Linked DNA regions of Mus musculus: region 1 is linked to region 2. Evidence: chromatin contacts called from public promoter capture Hi-C data. All regions are on one chromosome and are shown on one strand. The core of a region is the stretch at or near the end of the contact, and the rest is flanking DNA. Distances in the headings are between cores, read along the strand shown. Region 1 holds the start of E130308A19Rik (RIKEN cDNA E130308A19 gene). Region 2 holds the start of Wdr31 (WD repeat domain 31).

Region 1 (5,249 bases), core at 594-3,093, 2.8 Mb before region 2:
AGGAATGATTGAGATTTCTTATCACAGGAGGGGTAAGACCAAGATGTGGATAGTACCTAAGGCTAATCAGGTTATTTCTAAGTCTGACTTTCTACCATTAGACATGGTTTGGAAAGGGCTCAGTGCTGTGAGGAGAAAAGGGAGCCTGGAAGCAGTGGATGACTCTGAGCTCCAATAACAAACTATGTTCTCAAGATTTCTTAGTTTCTCTAAGCCTCAGTTTCTGAAAACTAAAACTACAACCATCTTATGAACTGCAATATCACTTCTCAGTAGGTACCTGAAAATGTGAGGCTGGAGAGATGGCTCAGTAGTTGCTCTTCCAGAGGACCTGGGTTTGATTCCCAACACCCGGGAGGGAGCTCACACCCATCTGGAATTACAGTTCCAGGACATTTGACACCCTCTACTGGCCTGGGAAGGCACCGAGGGCATCTCTGGCACAGAGATATCCATGCAAGCAGAACAACCCCCACACACATAAAAAAAATTACATTTTGTATCAAATTTTCTATAGAATAGTAATGTTAGTAGCACCAGTTTTGTAGCGTTCCTAGGACTAACTGAATTAACAACTTACTAAGTGCTTGGCACAGACATATCTGGGAGGTGCTATGAAAGGGGTTTTTAAACACACAGCCTTGTCTCAGTGGTGCCATGCTGTGTAGGTAGCTTTTAGTGCCTTGTGTATCAGAGCACCTCTGAGAGTTTTAGCTGTTACAACGGCCCCACTCCTGGGGTGGGATGAATGTGTAGATGCCAAAGTACAGCTCTGAGCTCAGTGAGTCTACTCTTGAGCCAAATACAAATGATGGCCAGCAACATGGATTCAGATTACCCTGGAAGACATGCTCCACTGTGGAAGTAGTTACATTAGCTTTTATTATTATTATTATTATTATTTACAGAAAAAAGGAAGTCATAAAATCAAGGCAATTACCAAATGGCAAGGCCTGCAGGTTGGTGGATTACAGCAAAGTGGGCCAAATTTACAAGTTTCAGGTACTGATGAGATTTGTAGCTTTTGAATCAGTGGAAGCTAGAGGTCAGCTGACAATACATTTCTTCCTTCTTTTTACTATTACTACTACTATTATTATTAGTGGTCGTTTTGCCAGCATGTACGTCTGCACCGCTCTGTCGTACCGCGGGGACTGAACTCCAGACTGTTGTGAGATACTGCCGGGAATCAACTTGGTGTTCTGGAAGAGCAGCCAGTGCTCTTAACCACTTTTTTAGCCACTGCTAAAAAAGACATATTAAAGAGTTTCCTAAGGTCATGAGGGTATTAAGTTTGATGGGTAGGCAATAAATAAATTATTAAGGCGTGTAGAATCTTTAACACCTTGCACTATTCTTTATTTTTTTCCCTGGGAACTCCAGTTTATTAGATGTGTGTGTGGATGCGATGCGGTGGGACATTAGGACACTATGGAGTAAGTACACTGCGGGTCCCAGGCCACCCGGCACAACTCTGTCTGAGGTGTCACACACCTCTAACGCGATCAAGCTCTGCTTACTTCAAGTGTTTAGGCTGAAGTGCGCGGAGGCCAGGACAGCGGACACGCGTGGAAAGTGGCACAGACCGTGCGTGGGTTCTGTACCTGTCGGAGCGACGGGGGCCGAGCTCGGCCGGCTCCGGGCTGCTCGCGTCGCTGACAGGAGCTTGGCCCGCGCCCCCTCAGGGCAGCGAGCGCCGCGGGTCGAGCGCCTTCCGCGGGCGTCGCTACACACTTCCTGTAGGTCCCGCCGCCTGAGGAGCGCTTCCGGTGCCGGCTGAAGCTGGGGTCCGAGCCCCCGCCCCGCCCCTCTCCGGCCCCGCCCCGCGCGGCCCCGCCCCCGCGCTCCAAGCCGGGCGCGCGGAGCCCGGGGCGCACGGAGCGGCGCGCGCCGGTGGCCGAGCCAGGCTGGCGCCTGCGCCCCCCCCTCTCATCGCACCACCGCCGTCACCCGCCGCGCAGCCCGTGGGGCGCCCTTCCCGGTTCACCGACTCCGGCCCCGGGGCCTCCGGCTGTGGTGCTGCCGCCCTCCGTCCCGCCGTCCCTCCCCGTCCAGCTCGGGCCGCCGGGCTCCCGCAGGCCCCACCGCCCGCGTTCCTATGGACAGACGCACAGACACCTGCAGGTGGGTGAGAGCCCGCGCGGGGCTGGGGAGCACGCGGGCGCGGGGCCTCTTTGTGTGTGGGCGGCCGCGCCGTGACCCTCAGAACCTTCCTTTTGTCTGCTCCGGGCCAGCGAGGCGGGAGGGCGCTAGGGGCGGAGGGGTCTGCGGGCGCAGAGCGGGGCGCGCACCGGTTCGCGGCCGGCGGCGTCTTGGCGGGGACTGTCGGTGCGCCGGCGTCCCCCGAGCTGGGCAGGAGGGCGGGACGGAGGAGGAACGGTCTGCCTAGCTAGTTGCAGAGTCTGAGACACCTCGGGGCTCTGCCGGACTAGCTTGGTTGTCCGGAGGTACCGGGAGGTGCGTGTGGGGCGTGTAAAGGAACGTGCGGCGCTTTGCTCCCTTATTTATTGTTTCTAACGGAGGAGGGCTTTCTCCCAAAAGCTCCCCCCAATCTGAGGCTGCGCACAGTGATTTGGGTTTGTTATCAAATAGATCAAGAAACCTAGTGTCCTGGAGAGAGGAGGTTGAGCTGACCAGCAACAAACACATCAGATGAAACAAACAAACAAACAAACAGACAAACAAAAAATGTTTGTGGTTTTCTTACGGCTGACTTTAATTTAAAATGTTAAAGGTCAGGCAGTGACTTAAATGGAGAAAATCGAACATGGCTGATTTTTTTTTTTTTTAATATTTTTAAAGAAATTGTTTTGAAGTTGTGGAGTAAAGTTTTTTCTTGTGGTCCTTAGGATTATCACCGATAGAGTAGTCTACCTACTAAACAGTTAATTGGAGTGTCATGTAGTGACAGCTTTTATGGTAGGGCTTGCATTAGAGAGTAAAACAATGATAGTCTTTCCATGCAGGCTAAAACCTTTGTTTTCCGTTTTAAGATAGGAGATTTTTTTTTTTTTCATAGCATATGAAGAGAACGTGATGTTAGAAGTGATTTTTCCCAGCGGTATTTCCTTATTTTACATGATACATTTATTCCTTACATGCGTACAAACCAAGGGTAGGGTTGTTGTACGTTAGATATAGTGTTTTGAAAGGTGGAAGGTAGTAGCTCTGTTTTTTCTTATTTGATTAGCTGGCTTACTTCGTGAACAGTTGCTATGTGTTCATAAATGATCAAATAATAAATGAAGTACATTAAGCATTCATAAAATTCATTTCACAGACTCACGTTTCTATGTAGGTATTGGGTTATGCACTATGTTAATCTGTTTGTTCCTCACTTTTAGAAACTTTATTTTTGTCTACTGTGAGAATTCATATTGACATACATAAGTCTGACTGTTACCGGGAAATGGTTTTTGTTTTTAATAGTTTTGAGGAGCACTAAACAGCCATTTGGAGAAAATGGAAGATTCCTTTAAAAAGAAAATCTAAATTTGAAGGGAAAAATACTATGGTATGAAAGCTCCTTAAATTTCTATTAAGTTGTTAAAATTTTAAGAAAAAATACAATTCAATGTACTTTTATTCAAGTACCCTATTTTTTTCATAAAAGAATTTAATATGCTTAAAATAGTGACTTTTTTGTGAGAGGAAAATTTACCCTAGATTCTTGCCCCAGTTACATTAGATTAATGATATTGTATACCGAATTTTTATAAGTTATCAGACTATATACATTTATACACACTTGATATCTAGAATATCTAGAAGCAGTTTCCTCTACCATAGTTGATCAGGTTTTGTTGTGACTTCCGGTCTAGATTGGGTAAATGGATTTAAACTATACAAAGGGACAGAGCTTAGTGTGTAGCTCTGGTCCACTCTGGCCTAAACCTTTCCAGCCTCTCTTATAGAAAGCTTAAAGAGGAGTCGTGAATTGGGTTTGTTGTTATCAGGAACAGAGAGTTCTAGAACAGCGTCAGAGTTGCAGCTCTTTGGCACTGGTTGAAATACTAAAGAAGACAGGCTAGCAAGCTGAATTGCTTGTTTATGTATTTATTAGACCGTCAGTGGCAGCGATAAGACTAACAAAGCTTCTCTGTGAAGTGGGGGAGAAGTTAACAGTGCCAGGGTGTGCTGGCACCTTGTGCCTGTATCTGTGCTGCCTGAGAGATAATACCTTGCCTTTTCATTTCTTTTTGACTGGTGTGTCAATACTAATTTTTTTCTGTATTACTAATAATGGTGTAATCAGAAGCATTCCAGAGTAGCTATATATGTGTGTGTGTGTGTGTGTGTATATATATATATATATATATATATAGTCAGTTGGTGTCTGAAGGCATATAAATTAATTTTTGTCCTGATTTTTTTTAACCTTACAACAAGTAAATGCTCCTTGCAGAAAATTTGTGTCAACTAGCCTTTAAAATGAAGTTGCCATTTAGCTGGTTTTTTTTTTTTGTTGTTGTTGTTGTTGTTTTCCTAAGCAACACTAAGCTGTCCTCAGTTAAATCTGGGAGACTTAAAAGTCTACAGGCTTTTTCAGTACTTTTATGCTTGGTACTAGTGTAATAAAATAGAAAACTGTGAGGTAACAGATTTGCTCTTTAGAGACCTGTGAATTTTCATCTTGTCTTTTTCCTATGACTTGTTCTTTCCTATGATGACTTTTGGTCGTGACTGTGTCCATGTCCTGCCTGTATTGTCCCCAGCCCCCCCCCATACCGTCCCCCCCCCACTCCATCCTTCCCCCCACGCACCCCCTTCTCTGTGGCCTGGTGAGAGGTGTGATAGGAGCTGCTCATTGTAGGTCTTGTCATTCTGCACTGAGAGCACAAGCCCGTGCTGCTTGCTGACATGCAGAATTCATTCTTGGATTAATGTCCTGGTACCAGATGTATGAGGCTGGCTCTGAAGAAGCTTTCCCTCCTAAATACTGTCAAATAAAGAAGCTGAAGATTGGAGAGAAGCCATTTATTTGGAACAGTTTATTTTATGACAGTTTGTGTTTATAAAGAAACCTGCTCATAATATTTACTTGAGGGTTCTACATAGTACTGGAAGAAGCCCCACAGGTTTCTCTCCCACCCCACCCCCTGCCCCGTCCCCTCCTGATTTAAGTTTCCACAGAGCTTAGTTGCTCTGTGATACTTCTTGAGTTTGCTTCTGATTAGTTGATTTATGGACTTTATTTACCAGCATGATTGGAGAATTCTTTGGCTAGTCTGAAATTGCACTCTGTCTGT
Region 2 (5,776 bases), core at 239-2,738:
CCTGCTTCAACCCACAAAGGCTGGAAGCACTTGGAAAGGTGCTGAAAGGTCATGATGGCTCTGGATGCCCTGTGGGTTTCTGGGGGAAGCAGATCTACATCTGAACCCCTGATCTGTCTCTGTCCAAATCTGCTTTCCAAAGGCCTACATTAGATAGAGCTCAGAAAATCCTCTTTCGGTTATGTAGTACACAATTCCTTTATAGCCTTTGATACAACTGTGATCCATAGAGCTAACTTGCTGTCATGGGGGCAGAACTGAGTGAAATGAATCTTATTTCAGTAGACTTTTCTCATCCTGTCTGTAGACACACACACACACAAAGATTCAAAACAACAACAACAACAACAAAAAACCTCTCATATGATCCTAGTGACTTGAGATGTCTTATACAAACATTTGCAGTCTGACACAGTATTAACCCAAATATTGAAGAAATGACGCTGTAAAATGTACTACTTAGCAAGGTAGTGAGATGCCCCTTGCCTCTTCACCTACCATGAATCACACAAGACTGAGCAAGTTCCCCGTGACTTGTTATCGAAAAGAACTCTTCCCACTCGGGTTTATTCTAAGAATGTGCCTACTAGGCCTGACTTTTCTTGTGATATATTCTTTTTAATAAATCTCTGTGTATGTGTTCTGGCCTAGCAAGTATGATCACTGAGACTTTTAACATGGCGCTAGTTGTGTACATGATTATTATTATTTTTTTTTTTTTTTTTTGAGACAGGGTTTTACTGTGTAGCCCTGGCTGTCATGGAACGAACTCACTCTGTAGACCAAGCAGGCTGTCCAAGAACTCAGAGATCTGCCTGCTTCTACCGCCTCAATGCTGGGACTAAAGGCATGCACTGCCACTTCCCAACTGGTATAAATGATTTTTTTTTTAAATCCACGCTCTCTTCCCAAATCTTTCACATGGATGTCTATCTAACCTATACTCTCTGTGACTAAGACATCTACACCAGTGTTCAAAGATTAACAAACGACTCGCAGAAGCTTATAGGAGGTGGACTGGTTTGACTCTAATGATAATGTAAAGGAAAAGATTCAGACAGTAAGAGGATTTACAAGACACCCGGTCTCACTGAGGGTCGGCGCTAGATCAGAACTCCCAACGTTGAGGACCATCAGCGTGCAGTTCTTTGTTGTCTTGTTTGTTTTCTTTCTGGCCCTTCAGATTATAAATGCTCCTACTCCTGTCCATTATCTGAACTGCTAAAGCTTACTTTCATGTGCACGTGCCAGGGGAGGATTACGCCAAGATGGAAGCAGGTGAAACCAGGTCCTACACATACCCTCCCAGACCTCCTCCTCACTTCGGGTGGGTGGCTGGCTACCGCTGGGGAGAGCGCGAAGATGCCCCCCGATGCTCCCTCTCTCCCACCTCGGGCTCCATACCCACCGGTGGGCTAGCACCGAGGCCCGAAAGCACGGGTAGCAGGCATCCTTAGCTTCCACAGGTTCCCGCGCCTCCGCCCCTAGCAACCAGGCGCGCGTCGCTAGGGCGGGAGTTCCACCTAAACGCTCCGGGCGTCCACGGCAGCCCCGGAACCCAGGTTCCACGTGCCGGAAGTCCCTCAGGGGCCGAGCCGAGAGAGCGTATTTTCCTTTTCTAATTTGATGGTATGTGAATATTCTATGCAGGGGAGGTTTGTGCTTAACCACGCTACATGAACATGAAGCACCTGTATCCTCCAAGAAAAGCGGTGATATCTGTCGTAGCCACAGCGAGTAAGCGATTAATAAGTGTCACTTTGTAATTATTATTCGCCCAGAAAATTTATTTTAAATGTCCCTGAATATAGACAGAGATTTTCTCCATTGAACATTTCCCAAACATCTTAATCCATTCCTCTCATTTGGCATGTGTGTGTTTATTTTTACTAATTTTTCTAAATAGATAAAGTAATGAGTTTCAAATATATGGAAGGTTTTGATTGTGCCGTTCGCCTTTGTGTGGGGACCATGTTAATTTGTTTTCTGTGTCAATCCACTTTTTAAAAAACGGTTTGAAAATAACTTATTTTATAAGTGTGAGTGCTTTATCTGCATATACATATATATATATATATATATATATATATATATATATATATATATATATAATTTGTGTGCCTACTGAGTTCTAATCCTACAGAACGTGAGTTACCGATGGTTGTGAGCTCGATGGTTGTGAGCTGCCCTGTGGGTTTTGGGAACTGAACCTGTGTCTTCTGCAGGTGCTATAAGTGCTCTTAACCGCTGAGCCATCTCTCCAGTTCCTATATTGTTCCAATTTTAACACATGTGCTGCCAAACTGAATACTTTTCACTTTGTTTTTCATCAAACTGGGATGAGCCAGCACCACAAACAAAAAGACTGTCAGTACCTTCTTCAGATTCAAATGGGAAGGTACTAACAAAAGACTAACATCTCGAGAGATGACTTAGCGGTTAAGAGATCCTGAGTTCAATTCCCAGCAACCTCATGACAGCTCATAACCATGTGGGATCTGATGCTCTCTTCTGGAACACAGGTGTGCATGTTCTAGCTCTACAGGTAGAGCACTCATATTCACAAAATAAATAAATCTTTTAAAAAATAGTTGTTAGGTAAATTTTGGAGTCAGTGTATAACCCATTGCTATGGCAAAATACTAGCAGTAGAATAGACTTCTACTGATTTCTACAAAATACTGTATTTCTACAAAATACTGGCAGTAGAATAGACTTCTACTGATTTGGGTCAAGTACAAACTAAGGTGTTAGAGTCTACTCCCAAAGCACTCTGTTCTGGGATACAACCACTTTGAGAAATGCTTCTGGCATCTGATCCTTCCAAACTGGTATCTGTAGTCACACTTGTCCCGGAGCCTCATCTGTCTTCCGCCTACTTCTTGCTCTTCTCCATCTGACTATCTAAAAGACACCTCTTCCTTGACATGACTCACAGACATCATCTTCTGCCTAAACCTGTTCTTTTCTTTCTCTAAACACTGGGCATTACCACCCATTAATCACTCAAGCCACAAACCTAGGAGTCATTTGTAACTGCCTCTCAGGAGCAATCCTCTGTTGCAGGATATTTGATCACACTGTGAACTGGGAGACTGGATTGTTTCTGGGGAAAAAAAAATCTGTTTCTAGTTGTGGTGTGGCTCACCATTAGCACAATTCTTTAGACCCTATGCCCAGAATACAGACACACCCTTAGTACACACCTTTAATCCCAAACAATAAAGCTAGAGTTAGTTTGTAGAAGGAAACTCTTTATGTTTAAAAGTGATGTTTGAGTGACAGACAAAGTGACAAATCAGAAAAAGATTTGACAAAACAGGATATGCCCAACTCTCAGAAGAAGAGAGAGGAAAGAGAAGCTACTTAAGAGAGAACAGTACACAGAGAGAGCCAGAAAAAAAGGAGGCAGTTTTACTGGAAGAATTTTACAAAGAAAGGTTAAAGAGAGAACGAGTCAGACACAGATAAAAACAGAGCGAGGCAGAGAATGAGAAGGAGCTAGTAGATTAGAACAGATTGTCAAAGTTAGTATAAAGCCAAGCAGAGCAATTTAGGAGAGGCCAAGAGGGAGAAGCCAGATTGAATCAGTCAGCTTGCAGAGGAGTTTGAGCCAGAACAGCTGAGTTGAAGCAGCCCAGCCAGAGTTCAGAAAGAACTAAAAGGGTGAGCTTATTCAGCGGTAAGTTTCAGAGGCTGAAAACATTCTAGGCCTAGATTAGGTTGTACAAAGGCAGTAAACCTCAGAAACAACAATTACATCAGGTGAATAAAAGTTATTTTAACTATCCTGCTCCCAAGGTTTCCAATTCTGCTTTCTAAATATCCTCATTTCTCTCTAGCCACTGTTTTGGTTCAGGCCAACACTATCCGGGGTATAATAAGTTAAAAATAACCATAAACTCATCGTTGATTCTTCCATTAGGGCTGGCATCATACATTTTTTTTTTTCATTTGAGTGTAGCAGAAGTAACATTGTGGAACTTCTGGATTTAAGCCTCAAAGGGACTTGGTTTCTCCTTTCATCTTTTTGAATCTGTAGGAAATCCTAGCCAGCTCACCTGAAAGGCACAGCACACACAATAGTTAGCACCAAATGTCAAGCATGAGTAAGACTGTTTTATACTTTCCAGCCTTCACGTGGTGAAAACCACAAGGAGAATCATCAGAAAAGTGATCCAGGTGTGACAACCCAGTTTGCCAATCTTCTAAGTTAGGAGCACATAAGCACCTTCCACTTTAAGCTCCTAGACGGGCTTTTAGGTGCAGTAAACAATGACAATCCAAGATGAAGCCCAAATTCTTCATGAGGTCTCTTAAGCTTTGTTTACATCTCTTCATCCTCTCTGCACACCCATGCTATGTGCTTCAACACTATGAACTACTTAAGTTAGCTGTTACCTTGGAGTCTTTGTAAACCATCCTTACACTCTGTGATGGTGAGTGCCGTCACTGGACAGGATCTAGAATCATGAAAAGAAAACAGAAACAAAAAGACCTCTGGGTGTATCTGTGATGGATCAACTGAAGTGGATTTCTGGATAGAATCTAGTCTGGGGTTATCCACCACTCTTTGCTCCTTGACTGTGGACAAAGTGTGACCAGCTGCCTCCCACTTCTGCAGCTGTGATAAACCATATCAGTTAGCTTCATGTTGCTGTGATAAAACATCAGGACTGAAAGCAACCTGAGAAGAAAAGACTTTATTTCAGCTTACACATGTAGTCCCTCATGAAGTTAGGGAACCTGAAGGCAAGAACTGAGGCGGAGGCGCTAAAGGAATGCTGCCTCCTGACTTGCTCCCTATGGCTTGCTCAGATGGCTTTCTTATAGATGTGGCACCACCCACAGTGGATTGGGCCCTCCCACATCAATCATTTAATAAAAATAAAAATAAAAAAAAGCCTCCTAGGTTTGCCTAGAGGCCAGTGAGGACATTCTATCAACTGAGGTTTCTTCTTTCTGGAAAACCCCAGCTTATATCAACCTGAGAAACCCTAACCAGCATGTAGATTATATCCTTCGAACAGTGAGGAATATAAGTTGCTTTTGTTAAGTAATTTGTCCCAGCAATATATAAAACACATCCCTTTACCCACTTTGGCGATGTATCATCAGCTTAAAGGCCACCTTCCTGTCTATCCCACGAGTCTGTTGAACCCCTCTTCTCCTCTTCCAGACCAGGCTAGTGATGCTGCTCGGTGCTTTCAAAGCTCTTGTACTTTCCCCATGGTGAAAATTTTCATTTTTCCTCCTTCCTTTTCACTTTTATTTTGTGAGGCAGGATCCCACTATATAGCCTTGGCTAGCCCAGACCTTAAACTATGTAGGTCTTGAACTCACAGAGATCTCTCTAGAGATGTTTATAAGAGTTTTAAAACTCTTAAAAGCAGGATCTCGTGTAGCCAAGGTTATCCTTGATCCTTTGACCTTCCTTCCCCCACCTACTGAGTGCTGAGGTTACAGAAATGGACTACCATACCTGGTTTTCTGTGGCATGGGGAATGGAACCCAAGACTTGAGACACACCAGGCAAGCACTCTACAAACTGACCTATGTCTCCAGCTACTTCGTGGTAAATACATGTTGTGTTTTTTTTAGATTTATCTTACTTTATATGTATGAATATTTAGCCTGCAGGCATGGATATGCCTGCCGTATCTCCCCACACTAGGGTTATAGATGGTTTCAAGCCACTGTATGGGGGCTGGGAACTGAACCAGAGTCCTTTGCTAGAAGAACAGGTATTCTTAACTTCTGAGCCATTGCTGCAGCC

The links. Promoter capture Hi-C pulls out the DNA fragments that hold promoters and counts their contacts.
Region 1: a promoter capture Hi-C map of liver shows a contact between it and region 2, with 4 times the contacts expected there. The contact joins the promoter of E130308A19Rik here to the promoter of Wdr31 in region 2. A contact is called at or near these places in 4 of 39 promoter capture datasets (cranial neural crest, embryonic stem cells, hippocampal neurons and 1 more).

What each region holds. Positions count from the first base shown.
Region 1 is chr4:59,624,368-59,629,616 of GRCm38.p6, forward strand. It overlaps E130308A19Rik (RIKEN cDNA E130308A19 gene), which reads left to right and starts at 1,844. Exons shown (of 4, transcript NM_001015681.2): 1 at 1,844-2,124.
Region 2 is chr4:62,469,411-62,475,186 of GRCm38.p6, forward strand. Wdr31 (WD repeat domain 31) reads right to left here and starts at 1,489. Exons shown (of 11, transcript NM_023597.3): 1 at 1,409-1,489.